Regions from separate parts of the Mus musculus genome. Here region 1 is linked to region 2. The links are chromatin contacts, called in public HiChIP or PLAC-seq maps. All regions are on one chromosome and are shown on one strand. Each heading gives the region's core, a stretch centred on a gene start, on an enhancer-like site or on the middle of the called end of the contact. The rest is flanking DNA. Distances are from core to core; before and after follow the strand shown.

Region 1 (5,686 bases), core at 2,450-4,949, 590 kb before region 2:
TGCAGAGGAGACAGTGGGCAGTTTTCCGCCCCTGGACAGCTAGGTTCTAGCCTGGGAGGGTAGATATAATTATTATTCTGACAAAATCCCTGATAGGAAACAACTTAACAGAAAACAGGATGATTTTGTCTCCTGGAGACTCGGTCCTTCATGGGGCAGAGTGTAAGGGTGGGAAAAATCACTGAAGGAAGATCCCGGATTCAGATAATGTGCCAAGACAACACATCCAGCCTGTGGGGATCAGCCATTTTCCAAAATGGTGACCCCAGACAAAGGCATGCAAGCCTTCTTATAGGGAACCAGGGGAACTCTCTAGAAGGATTAGGTCATCTAACAGTTCATTGGTGGATGTTAGGGGGTCACAGGAGGTCAGTGGTCTACATTCCTATGTCATGGATGTTTAAACATGATGAACTAGGGCTGCCCAGTGCAGGTGGCACATTTGAGATAAGATGTTTCCCCTTTTTTGTGGCTGTCCCCAGGCTGTTCTTTTGGGGGAGGGGGTTTTATGATCTTGTTCTGGATTTTAAGGTCTGTTCCTGGAGCTGGCGCCTCTGGCCTTCTTTTTGAAATCAGGCCTGGTCCTTACATGGAGACAAAGGGGTTTATGTTATCCTTTCACAGAGGATACAGTGCACGAGGAAGCTGTCCTTTCCATAGCTTTGCCTGACCGGCTGTCTAGATGACCAGGGTGAACTCAGCTTGGTTGGTCGGCATGCTCTTGATGCGACAGAAAGTCATTCTTCATGGAGACAGGAAGAGTGGGGTGAAGAACCCATCAGTGTGGTTAAAACTGAGCTGTAAGGGCTTCAGGCTCAGCTGGATCCAGGGGTGCCAACAACCGAACTGTTGCTGTCTCTACAGCCTGGCTCCTCCTCATTCAGCCGGTTGGTCTTCATGGAGTTGAGGGCCAGTGGCTGAACTCATCTGACCCTTGGTTTCCAAAGCCAAGGACCTGTCTCAGCTAAAACTGCCTGAGAATTTCTCGAGAAGGGCTCAGAAGTCCCAGCATCCATAGGTACTGAACAAACACAAGCCATGATCATATAACCCTATGGCTTGTGTTGACACACTCATGTCCACAGGCATTCGCCAGTGCCTGGCATGTGTGTGTGTGTGTGTGTGTGTGTGTGTGTGTGTGTGTGTGTGTGTGCAGTCACTCAAAAAGTTGAGTGATGGAGACTGAGTGACAGAGGCAGGTGATAAAGACGGGCTCTACTTGTTTTGTTTTGTTTTGTTTTTTCCCTTTTCTGGGAGCCTCAGTTTTCTCATCTGCCAAATGGGGACATTTGTCCTTCCCTTGCATGGGGTTTTTGTAAATCATGGAAAACAGTTTAAGTTGGCTTCATCTGGGGTGTGCATGTGTTAATTTGAACTCCTTGAAAGCTATGACCATCTCCTTTGAGTCTCTTTGAGTCTCGGAAGCAACTTTACCCAAAAGCTAACTATTCAAGTTTATTTTCCATTGCTATGATGAAGCATTCCAACCAAAGCAACTTAGAGGAGGAAGGGGCTTAATATGGTTCACACTGCCATCATTGAAGGAGGTTAGATCAGGAACTCAAGCAGAAACCAGGGAGGAATGTTGCTTACTGACTTAACACACTCTGTAAGCTTTCTTTTATCAATGACACTAAGAACTTCAAAGAGGGAGCCCCTTGTTACTCAGTAACAAAACTTGTTTTCTCCAACATCAGCTTGGAGGTGTTCAGAGAAAACCAGACCCAGTTCTGGCCATGACAAAACCTTCCCACTGCCACATGCTATGGCCTGGGTCACCTTGGCACCCAGCTGTGTGACCTGGATGGCCATGGAACATCCAAAGCACAAAGAATAAATCTAACAACATATGGTGGTCTCCTGGGGGGAGGGGACTCTCTGCTTTCCAAAGTGACGCTCTACAAGTGAGTGACACTGTCACTGCACAGGGCCACCAATGTCCTCATCCAGCCTTGGCTAGGAGACTGGAGGCAGCCAGCTCCTGAGGAAGTCTCAGCTTCTCACCAATTCCAGACCAGCAGAGGGGAACCCATCCCAGATGGGAGGAGAGTGCTCCCCATGTATGGTGCTCCCATACCTGCTGCCCGTGCAGGGCACTAACAGGGCCACCTGGATCGCAGGCTCTGAGTCACAGTCTGGGCCCGGACACACTTGTGTTGTCACACTGGCTGGGGCTGCCCACCCACTCAGATTTTTTATAGTGAACACATCACTCAGCGGGTGCGTTTAGAAACGAATGTGTTGTTAGCATTGCTGAAGCCTTAAGTTACTGTGAGAAAACAAAAGAAACAAAATTTGTTCAAGTATCAACCTCATTCCCACATCCCCCACCAGGGAGGAAATACAAGGCTGGCCAGGGGAGGGTAGGAGGACTCCTCACTTGCAGATATCCAGCATGCCCCCCCCAACCTTGTCCATCCCTCACAGCACTAAATTCCATGCCAGGACAGCTCTGGTGATTGGCTCTCTCCTCCTTGGTGCTGCCAGATTGCCAGGAGCTCTCTCTGTGTTCCCCGTCTTTCTACTGTCACCGAAAGGCTTTGATTTAGTTTATTTATCCCCACAGCTCCAGGGGGAGGGAGCTGGACTCCTGAAAGATCACCTTCACCAGTCTGCAAGGTGAATGATTTCAGGGGAGAATAACAGGTGTTGTCTGTGGAAAGCCCATGTCGCCTGTGCCCTGTCACCCAGGAGACTGAGCTCTAGAGCAGCCCATGGGAGCACACCATCGAGGGCACACCATGGAGAAAACGTGGAGGACAGATGGAAAGGCGGGGAGGGGAGGGTGGCTATCCTGACAGACAGAAAGCCAAACCCCAGACTCAAACATGTGCTGAACTGTGGGAGAGAACCAACCAACAGCAAAAGAGAGGTGTCCAAGGTCACGGGCTGCGTGGTGGATTTGGAACAGGTGTAGGGCTAGGCTAGAGCAACCATGACTGTGTCTCACACAAAGGGATAGAGACCCTCACTCCACGACACCAGTGATGGTTTCTAATTTCACCTCCAGAGTCGATGGAGGGGCCCCGGGGCCAAAAGGTTGGGGGCTTTTTCTGCCCTTTTCTTTCTCCTAGATAAGATTTCATCCAGAGAAAAATGTGTGTAGGCACAAGTGTGTGTGTATAAGTGTGTGTGTATGGGTGTGTGTGTGCAAGTGTATGTGTCTGTCTGTGCGTGTCTGTGCATGTGTGCATGTGTGTATGTGCTAGTGGGCAGGAATGTGTATGTATGTGCATGTATGTGCACATGTCTGTGTTTGCATGTGCATGTGTGTATAGAGTTGATAGATAAATTTAAATTCAAGATCCTCAGTTAAATTTGAATTTCAGATAAATAACAAATTGATTTATTCTAGTATAACTCTGTCCCAAGCAATATTTGGTACATATTTACATTTTTTTTTTTTTTTGTTGATCTGAAATTCATTTTTTCTTTTCTAATTCCAGGAAGCTTTGGTTTATGTATGTTTAAGGAGAAAAAAGGATTTGAAAATGAATCTGTTACCATATGGTATACTCCTTCAGGCCTTAACTGTATGAAGCCCTGCTTCCCCAAACTGAACCCTGCAAACAAGATTCTAGACCATTCTTCTGTCCCCATGAACAAAACACACTCCATCTCATGGGGCTACAGCCAGTTGTGTTCACAAGGGAAGAAGGGTTGGGCTGCTGTCACTTGGTCATGTGGCTTCCTCTTGCTTCCTGCTGTTGGAAGGCCAAATGTGGTGACAGCAACATTTGTTCCAATGGTTCCCTGGGGAGGAGGGGCAGATCTAGCCTGAGAGCACCAGTGCACTTGTGTGATTGTATGTGTGCGCGAGTGTGTGCACGTGTGTGTGAGTGTGCATGTGTGTATGTATGAAGGCCTGCATATCACCCTTGAGGGACCTGGGAGTCTGCAGAATGCCTTTTGGCTATGTTTTCCCATAATCCCAGCAAGCCCCTTGGGCATCATGCTCTCAGATAAGATGGTTAACTCTAATTGTCAGCTTGTCAATACAACTTGAATACCCTGGAGAAAGTCTCAGCGGGGGGTATTGTCTATATTGGGTTGGCCTATGGAAGAATATTTTAATTAAGCTAATTAATGTGTGAAGACCGAGCCTACAGTGGGTGGTGCCATTCCCTAGGCATGGGTCCTGAACTGCAGATGAATGGAGAATTCGAGCTGAGCTCAAGCAAGCTAGCATGTACGCATTCATTCTCTCTCCTCTCGATTGGGACTGTGATGTGACCAGTTGGAAGTTCTTTACTTGGCTTTCCCACAATGGTGGCCTGTAGCCTGGAATTTTAAGTTGAAATAAGCCTCTCTCTCCCTTAATTTGCTCTTTATTAGGGAGAGAGACAGAGAGAGAGAGAGAGAGAGAGAGAGAGAGAGAGAGAGAGAGAGTGTTTTAATCACAGGAACAGAAATGAAACCAGAGCACCAGGCACCTGGGGACTGGTGGCCCCATTTGGAGTCTCAGTGTCTGATGGAGACATGAGAGTCCTCAGAGCTCAGCTGTGCTCAGCTTAGGAAGTCACTTTCCTTGGGTCTGGTGGCGGTGTTGATGCTCAGCAGTCTCTAGGACCATTTCATCTCCAGCCCCTGCTGCTTCTGATGACACCATCTAGACAGCCTTTCTCTTCTCAGGTCCTGCATGCTCTGTGACATGCTTTTCGCACTGTGACTGTCTGTGGCTGGACAATGAGCCTCTCGCGCTCCTCAGGCTGTCCCAAGCCCCTCCTACCCCCCCACGGTGCATGTTTGCTCACAGGAACCTTTCTTTTGACACACACAAGCTGCTCTCTTTCTTCCGTACTCTTCTCAGTAGCTGTGCACCGAGAGAGGCTCGCTGATAGCTTTTCTCCGAGTTTTCTCATCTGAGTGGTTTTGGCCTGACCACTTTCTGGCTGAGCTTGAGGCAGATGCGATTTTATGAGGCTGTAAAAGTCAAGCTTTGAATGTGTTTCTATCAAATTGCTGTGGGAAGGAGACGCATTAAAGGCAAGGAAAATAATGAGGGCGGTCTGTGAGGAGTCAGGACGCTTGAAGCCCAGGGTTGCCAAGTTGGGGCGCAGGTATCTCTCACGGCTAGCTTCAGTTGCTGCAGCCACCCTTGGGCGTGTAGTGGGGGGGGTGTGGTGGGAGGCGCCTGTGTGGGGGTGGTTATCCACAGGCGAGACAGCAGGATTCCAGGATCCTCTGTACAGCACAGCCTTGCAGCCAATGCTGCCGGAGCCTTCGTTTAAACCCAAGCTGTCTTGTTGGTGGGACACAATTACATTAGGGGAAAAAATTGTTTATATGTCTTGAGATATTAAGATTATGAAAACAGCTACATAAACCCCTGTTAAGTTAGAAGAAAGTTAATTGTGTTTTGTGTTGCCTCCTGGGCCAGTGTACTGGTACGGATTTATTTCAACAAAACATAGCTAATCTTGAGGCCCCCAAACACATTTTCTCCCTTAATTACAAATAATTGTACAGAATGATTTACACCAGAGTGCCGTGCCCAGAAAAGCGTGCTTGGGAATAAAGGATAAGCATGGGAGGAGCGGAAGCAACAGACAGGCCTACTGGTCAACCCCAGGGCTGAGGCGTTTAGCATCCTGAGCCGAGACGGTGAGGGGCCACTGCCACCTCAGAATGGAGGATCTTAGCCCAGCCTTCTCACTTGTACACATGAGAGATGAGGCCCAGCACA
Region 2 (5,412 bases), core at 775-3,274:
CCACCTTTCATAGGTCCTGTGGAAGGAACCAGGCTTGTGAGGTAAGCACACTGGAAACCAGGGCTTTATATTAAACTGGGTGTGGTAGCCTTATCTGTAATTCCAGCCCTGGCAAGCTGGATGCCATAGATGTTAAGTACGGGGTCACTCTGAGCTAAGTAGTGAGTTCAAACCCAGCCCAAGTTACACGAAAATCTGTCTCAAACCAAAACCCAAAACAAACACCAAAAAAGGAATTTCAGGAGCGAAGCATGGGCTCCAAGTCTCAGAAAGTGTTGCTCACGGGTATGGCTCTCCCCTGCAGCAGCTGGGAGCCAGGCAGAGGCTGTGGTCTTCAGTGCTGTGCGTGGAACACTGCCAACCTGGCCGCAGTAGTGGGAGCTTCCGGCGCCCCGTGGCAGAAGGCTGATAGGGTGCCTGCAGACATCGTGGCTATTTCTAAAACCTGCCAGACTTTCTGCAAGAAATATGGTACCCCGCAAAAGGGCAAATGTAGTGGCTACTGGGGGCACACCAAGCCTATTTTCTGCATAAAGAGTAAACTACAAAGAAGATTTTTTTTTTTTTTTTGGTTTTTCGAGACAGGGTTTCTCTGTATAGCTCTGGCTGTCCTGGAACTCACGTTGTAGACCAGGCTGGCCTCGAACTCAGAAATCCGCCTGCCTCTACCTCCCAAGTGCTGGGATTAAAGGCGTGCGCCACCACGCCCGGCTTACAAAGAAGATTTTGCCAAAACTTCATTGTGTTGAGCTCAACTGCAGATCTAAGGCTAAGGATTCTGGCTATCATGAGATGTGCACAGTGGCTCAGTGGTTAAGAACCCTGGCTGCTCTTCCAGAGGACATGGGTTCTAGTTCCAGCCCTCACGTGTGGCAGCTCACAACTGTCTGTAACTCCAGATCCAGGAGACTCGATGCCCTTTTCTAACCTCCTAGGGCATCAGACACACATGTGGTGCACATACATACATGAAGATAAAGCATCCATACATAAGAGAAAAGCTTGGAGGAGTGTGTGTGTGTGTGTGTGTGTGTGTGAGAGAGAGAGAGAGAGAGAGAGAGAGAGAGAGAGAGAGATACAGTTCTGAACTGATTTTGTTATAAAGACAATAAAATACACACACATGGTTGTCAGCAAAAGGTCTGGGGACTCATGTGTACCTGAAATTCTCTACCTGAGGATATTCTCAGATAAGCATGGACTTTGCCAAGCACAACACGATATGGGGCCCATTCTTTTCTTTTTTTTCTCTCTCTTCTTCTTCTTCTTCTTCTTCTTCTTCTTCTTCTTCTTCTTCTTCTTCTTCTTCTTCTTCTTCTTCTTCTTCTCCTCCTCCTCCTCCTCCTCCTTCTTCTCCTTCTTCTCCTTCTCTCTCTCTCTCTCTCTCTCTCTCTCTCTCTCTCTCTCTCTCTCTCTCTCTCCAGGGTTTCTCTGTATAATCCTGGCTGTCCTGGAACTCCCTCTGTAAACCAGGCTAGCCTTGAACTCAGAGATCCACCTGCTTCTGCCTCCCTAATGCTGGCATTAGTGTGAGCTGCCACTGCCTGACTCTTATCTATCTATCTATCTATCTATCTATCTATCTATCTATCTATCTATCTATCTATCTATCTATCTATCTACCTACCTACCTACCTACCTACCTACCTATCTATCTACCTACCTACCTACCTATCTATCTATCTATCTCTCAGTCTGTTTGTGAGTGTGCATATTCCACAGGTATGTGCACCAGGTGAGTGCTTGGTGCTCACAGATGTGAAGAAAGCATCAGACACTGGAGTTACCAGGTAGTGCCACCAAGTGAACCTGGGTTTTCTGGAAGAACAAGTGCTCTCAATTGCTGAGCCATCCCACAAGCCCTATGAGGTCCTTCAGGCCAAGTGCCACCTACCTCACAAAGTCCCCTCAGCTCTTACCCTGTTGCTCTCCAGGATGCCTCTCTTTCTCACATCTGTGGTGACTTTCTCTCTTTCCCCACCTGGCTTCCTCATCTCCCCCACCAGAGCCTCTCAGGAACCTGTTTCTGCCAACCCAAGACCTCAGGCCCCCCTCAGGCTCCGCCTCTGGGCTTCCTGCTGACAGAGAGGTGGAGGGAAGTTTCTCTGATAGGAAACACGTGAGGGGCTCTCAGGGACCAGGAGTGGAGAGAAGCACAAGCCACTTCCAGTTTCTGTGGTTCCCACTTTAGGAAAGGGAAAGAAAGAAGACATGCCCCCCACCGTGTGAGGACTGGGCACTAGAGCTCAGTCATGGTGAGGTGTTAGGCAGTCTCAGCCAAAGGACAATCTAATCTAACTCTCTCTTTCTTTCTCTCTTCTTCTCTCCTCCTTCTTCTTCTTCTTCTCCTCCTCCTCCTCCTCCTCCTCCTCCTCCTCCTCCTCCTCCTTCTCCTTCTTCTTCTTCTTCTTCTTCTTCTTCTTCTTCTTCTTCTTCGAGACACTCTTATGTAGTCTAGGTTGGCTTCCAACTCTTCGTGTAGCTGAGGCTAGCCCCCAATGCTCCTCCCTGTGCCTCTCTCTCTCTCTCCTTTTTTATTTATTTATTTATTTTTTATTTTTATTTATTTATTTATTTATTTATTATATGTAAGTACACTGTAGCTGTTATCAGACACTCCAGAAGAGGGCATCAGATTTTGTTACGGATGGTTGTGAGCCACCATGTGGTTGCTGGGATTTGAACTCGGGACCTTCAGAAGAGCAGTCGGCGCTCTTAACCACTGAGCCATCTTGCCAGCCCTCTCTCCTTTTTTAAAAAAAGATTTATTTTATTTATATGAGTACACTGTCGCTGTCTTCAGACACACCAGAAGAAGGCATCAGATCCCCATTACAGATGGTTGTGAGCCACCATGTGGTTGCTGGGAATTGAACTCAGGACCTGTGGAAGAGCAGTCAGTGCTCCTAACCTCTGAGCCATCTCTCCAGCCCTCCCTGTGCTTCTCAAGTGCTGAGGTTTCAGGTCTAGTTAAGTATTAGGATTTGCATTTGCAGTCAGGTTCATTGTGCATAGCCCTGTTCACACTGCATGCTAGCTTCAAGGACTTGGTCACCATAGGACTGACACTGTGGTCAACTGAGTAAGTAAACCCACAGGTCCCTAGCCCTGCATGAACAAGCAGGTCAAGGAGACGCTCACCCAGCTGTGGCCCTCACTCCTGCTGCACAATGGCATCTGGAACTTGGAAAACTTTGCTATGGAGACTGCACACTGGAGCAGTGAAAAACCGTGTGTGTGTGTGTGTGTGTGTGTGTGTGTGTGTGTATGCGCACACTCATGCGAGCACAAGTACACACTGGATCTCTCTCTCTCTCTTTCTCTCTCCCTCCCCCCCTCCCCCCACCCCCCTCCCTTCCCCCTTCCCCTCCCCCTCCCCCCTCCCTCCCTCCCTCCCTCCCTCCCTCATTCTCTCTCTCTCTCTGACAGTGGCTGCTCTCTCTGAGCCTGGATCTTTCTCATTCACTACACTGAGGAGACAGCCAGTGAGGAGTGAGCTGGAGATTCATCTGTTTGGATCCCCACCTTCCCAAGCTGGTGTTCCATATAAGCACTACCATGCCTCCTGACTTTTACATAAGTATTAGGGATGTAGCTTGAGCCATCTTTTCAGCCCCAAAAGCTTGTGTGTGTGTATGTGTGTGTGTAAGGGTCTCACCATGCAGCCCCACTCAGCCTTGATCTCACAGAGATCTGTGAGTTCTCTGATGAGACCAGAACAAACCAGAAGGGGCTCAGTGGTGTTTAAGGAAGTGAAAGAGGCTTTGCAGTCAGGAAGAAGAGGGGCCCCCAAAAGGCTAAGGGCTATTAGGAACCACAGAATCTCTGAAAGAGAGGGGTTTATTGAACTGTTGAAAATTCTAGACAGAAAGAGGTCTGGGGCCAGCAGAGGTTCCTGCTGCTCTTTCAGTGCAATAAGTAGCAAAAGGAAATATGGCTGCCAGCCAGCATAATGGCTCTGGACGAGGGTACCAGAGCTGAAGAACCCGAGGTGGAGGACCTTTTGGAATTATTACAAGCCAACCACCCTTAAATTGGACCCTGTCTCAAGAACAAACAAAATGAATGAAGTTAGACATGGTGGTATACCCATTTCATGCCAGCTTTTGAGAGGTAGAAGCAGGAGTGTGAGGCTAGCCTGAGCTACATAAGACTGCCTCACAAAAGCCAAAAGAGGAAAAAGGAAGTTTGTCTGCTGATCCCATGTCTAAGAGCTATTTTTAAAAAGTCTGTACCAGGCGTGGTGGCGCACGCCTTTAATCCCAGCACTCGGGAGGCAGAGGCAGGTGGATTTCTGAGTTTGAGGCCAGCCTGGTCTACAAAGTGAGTTCCAAGTTCCAGGACAGCCAGGGCTACACAGAGAAACCCTGTCTTGAAAAAACAAAAACAAAAAAAAAAAGTCTGTGTTGGAGTCTGGTGAGACGATTCATCAGATGAAGACACTTGCCACCAAGCCTGGTAACCTGAGCTCAGTCCCTGGCCACCACATCGTGAAGGAGAAAACCAACACCTGAACCCCACAAATGCACTATGGGACATAGATGCCCCCACATGTACCCAAACACACACATATGCACAGGCACACAAGCACACACAAAATGAGATCTAATACTGGAGATGGGACTCAGGACTCCATGCATACTGGATGAGCATTCTAACACTAAGTTACACACCCATTTTTTTGTTTTGTTTTTGTGTTTTTGAGACAGGGTTTCTCTGTGTAGCCCTGGCTGTCCTGGAACTCACTTTGTAGACCAGGCTGACCTTGAACTCAGAAATCTGCCTGCCTCTGCCTCTGCCTCTGCCTCTGCCTCTGCCTCTGCCTCTGCCTCTGCCTCTGCCTCTGCCTCTGCCTCTGCCTCTGCCTCTGCCTCTGCCTCTGCCTCTGCCTCTGCCTCTGCCTCTGCCTCTGCCTCTGCCTCTGCCTCTGCCTCCCAAGTGCTGGGATTAAAGGCATCCCGGCTCACACACCCAGTTTTGACAAACATTTTGTTTTGTATTTATTTTGCTTTGAGACAGGATCTCCCTATGTAGCTCTGACTGGCTTGATACTGGATATGTAGCTCAGGCTAGCTTCATATTCTTAATACTGGATATGTAGCACAGGCTAGCTTCACATTCTTGAGGACTTTCCTGGCCCAACCTCCCAAATGCCAAGATTATAGGCATCCTCCACCATGTCCAGATTTTGGGTTAGTTTGGTTTGGTTTTGGTTTTTCAAGACATGGTTTCTCTGTATAGCCCTGGCTGTCCTGGAACTCACTCTATAGACCAGAGTAGCCTAGAACTCAGAGATCCACCTCCCAAGTGCTGAGATTAAGGCATGCACCACCACCACCTGGCTCATGCCCAGACTTTAAAGAACATCCCCCCACACACACACACCTTTACATTTTAATTGGGGGAAAGAAA

The links. HiChIP or PLAC-seq counts read pairs in DNA pulled down with a chosen protein or histone mark.
Region 1: a contact with region 2 is called in an H3K4me3 HiChIP or PLAC-seq map of bone marrow-derived macrophages, with 7 times the contacts expected there. The contact joins two enhancer-like sites. A contact is called at or near these places in 1 of 484 Hi-C or Micro-C datasets (embryonic stem cells) and 5 of 115 datasets of contacts at active chromatin or transcription factors (astrocytes, bone marrow-derived macrophages, embryonic basal ganglia and 2 more).

Annotation. Positions count from the first base shown.
Region 1 is chr2:166,535,129-166,540,814 of GRCm38.p6, reverse strand. No RefSeq gene overlaps it. Among named protein-coding and RNA genes, the nearest start is that of Gm29679, 27 kb to the left of the region's middle. Within about 2 kb of position 3,699, at least 21 of the 459 cell types and tissues checked have an H3K27ac peak or open chromatin away from gene starts, as enhancers often do. A contact at or near this core is called in bone marrow-derived macrophages, where this site is marked.
Region 2 is chr2:165,946,568-165,951,979 of GRCm38.p6, reverse strand. No RefSeq gene overlaps it. Among named protein-coding and RNA genes, the nearest start is that of Platr29, 32 kb to the left of the region's middle. Within about 2 kb of position 2,024, at least 88 of the 459 cell types and tissues checked have an H3K27ac peak or open chromatin away from gene starts, as enhancers often do. A contact at or near this core is called in bone marrow-derived macrophages, where this site is marked.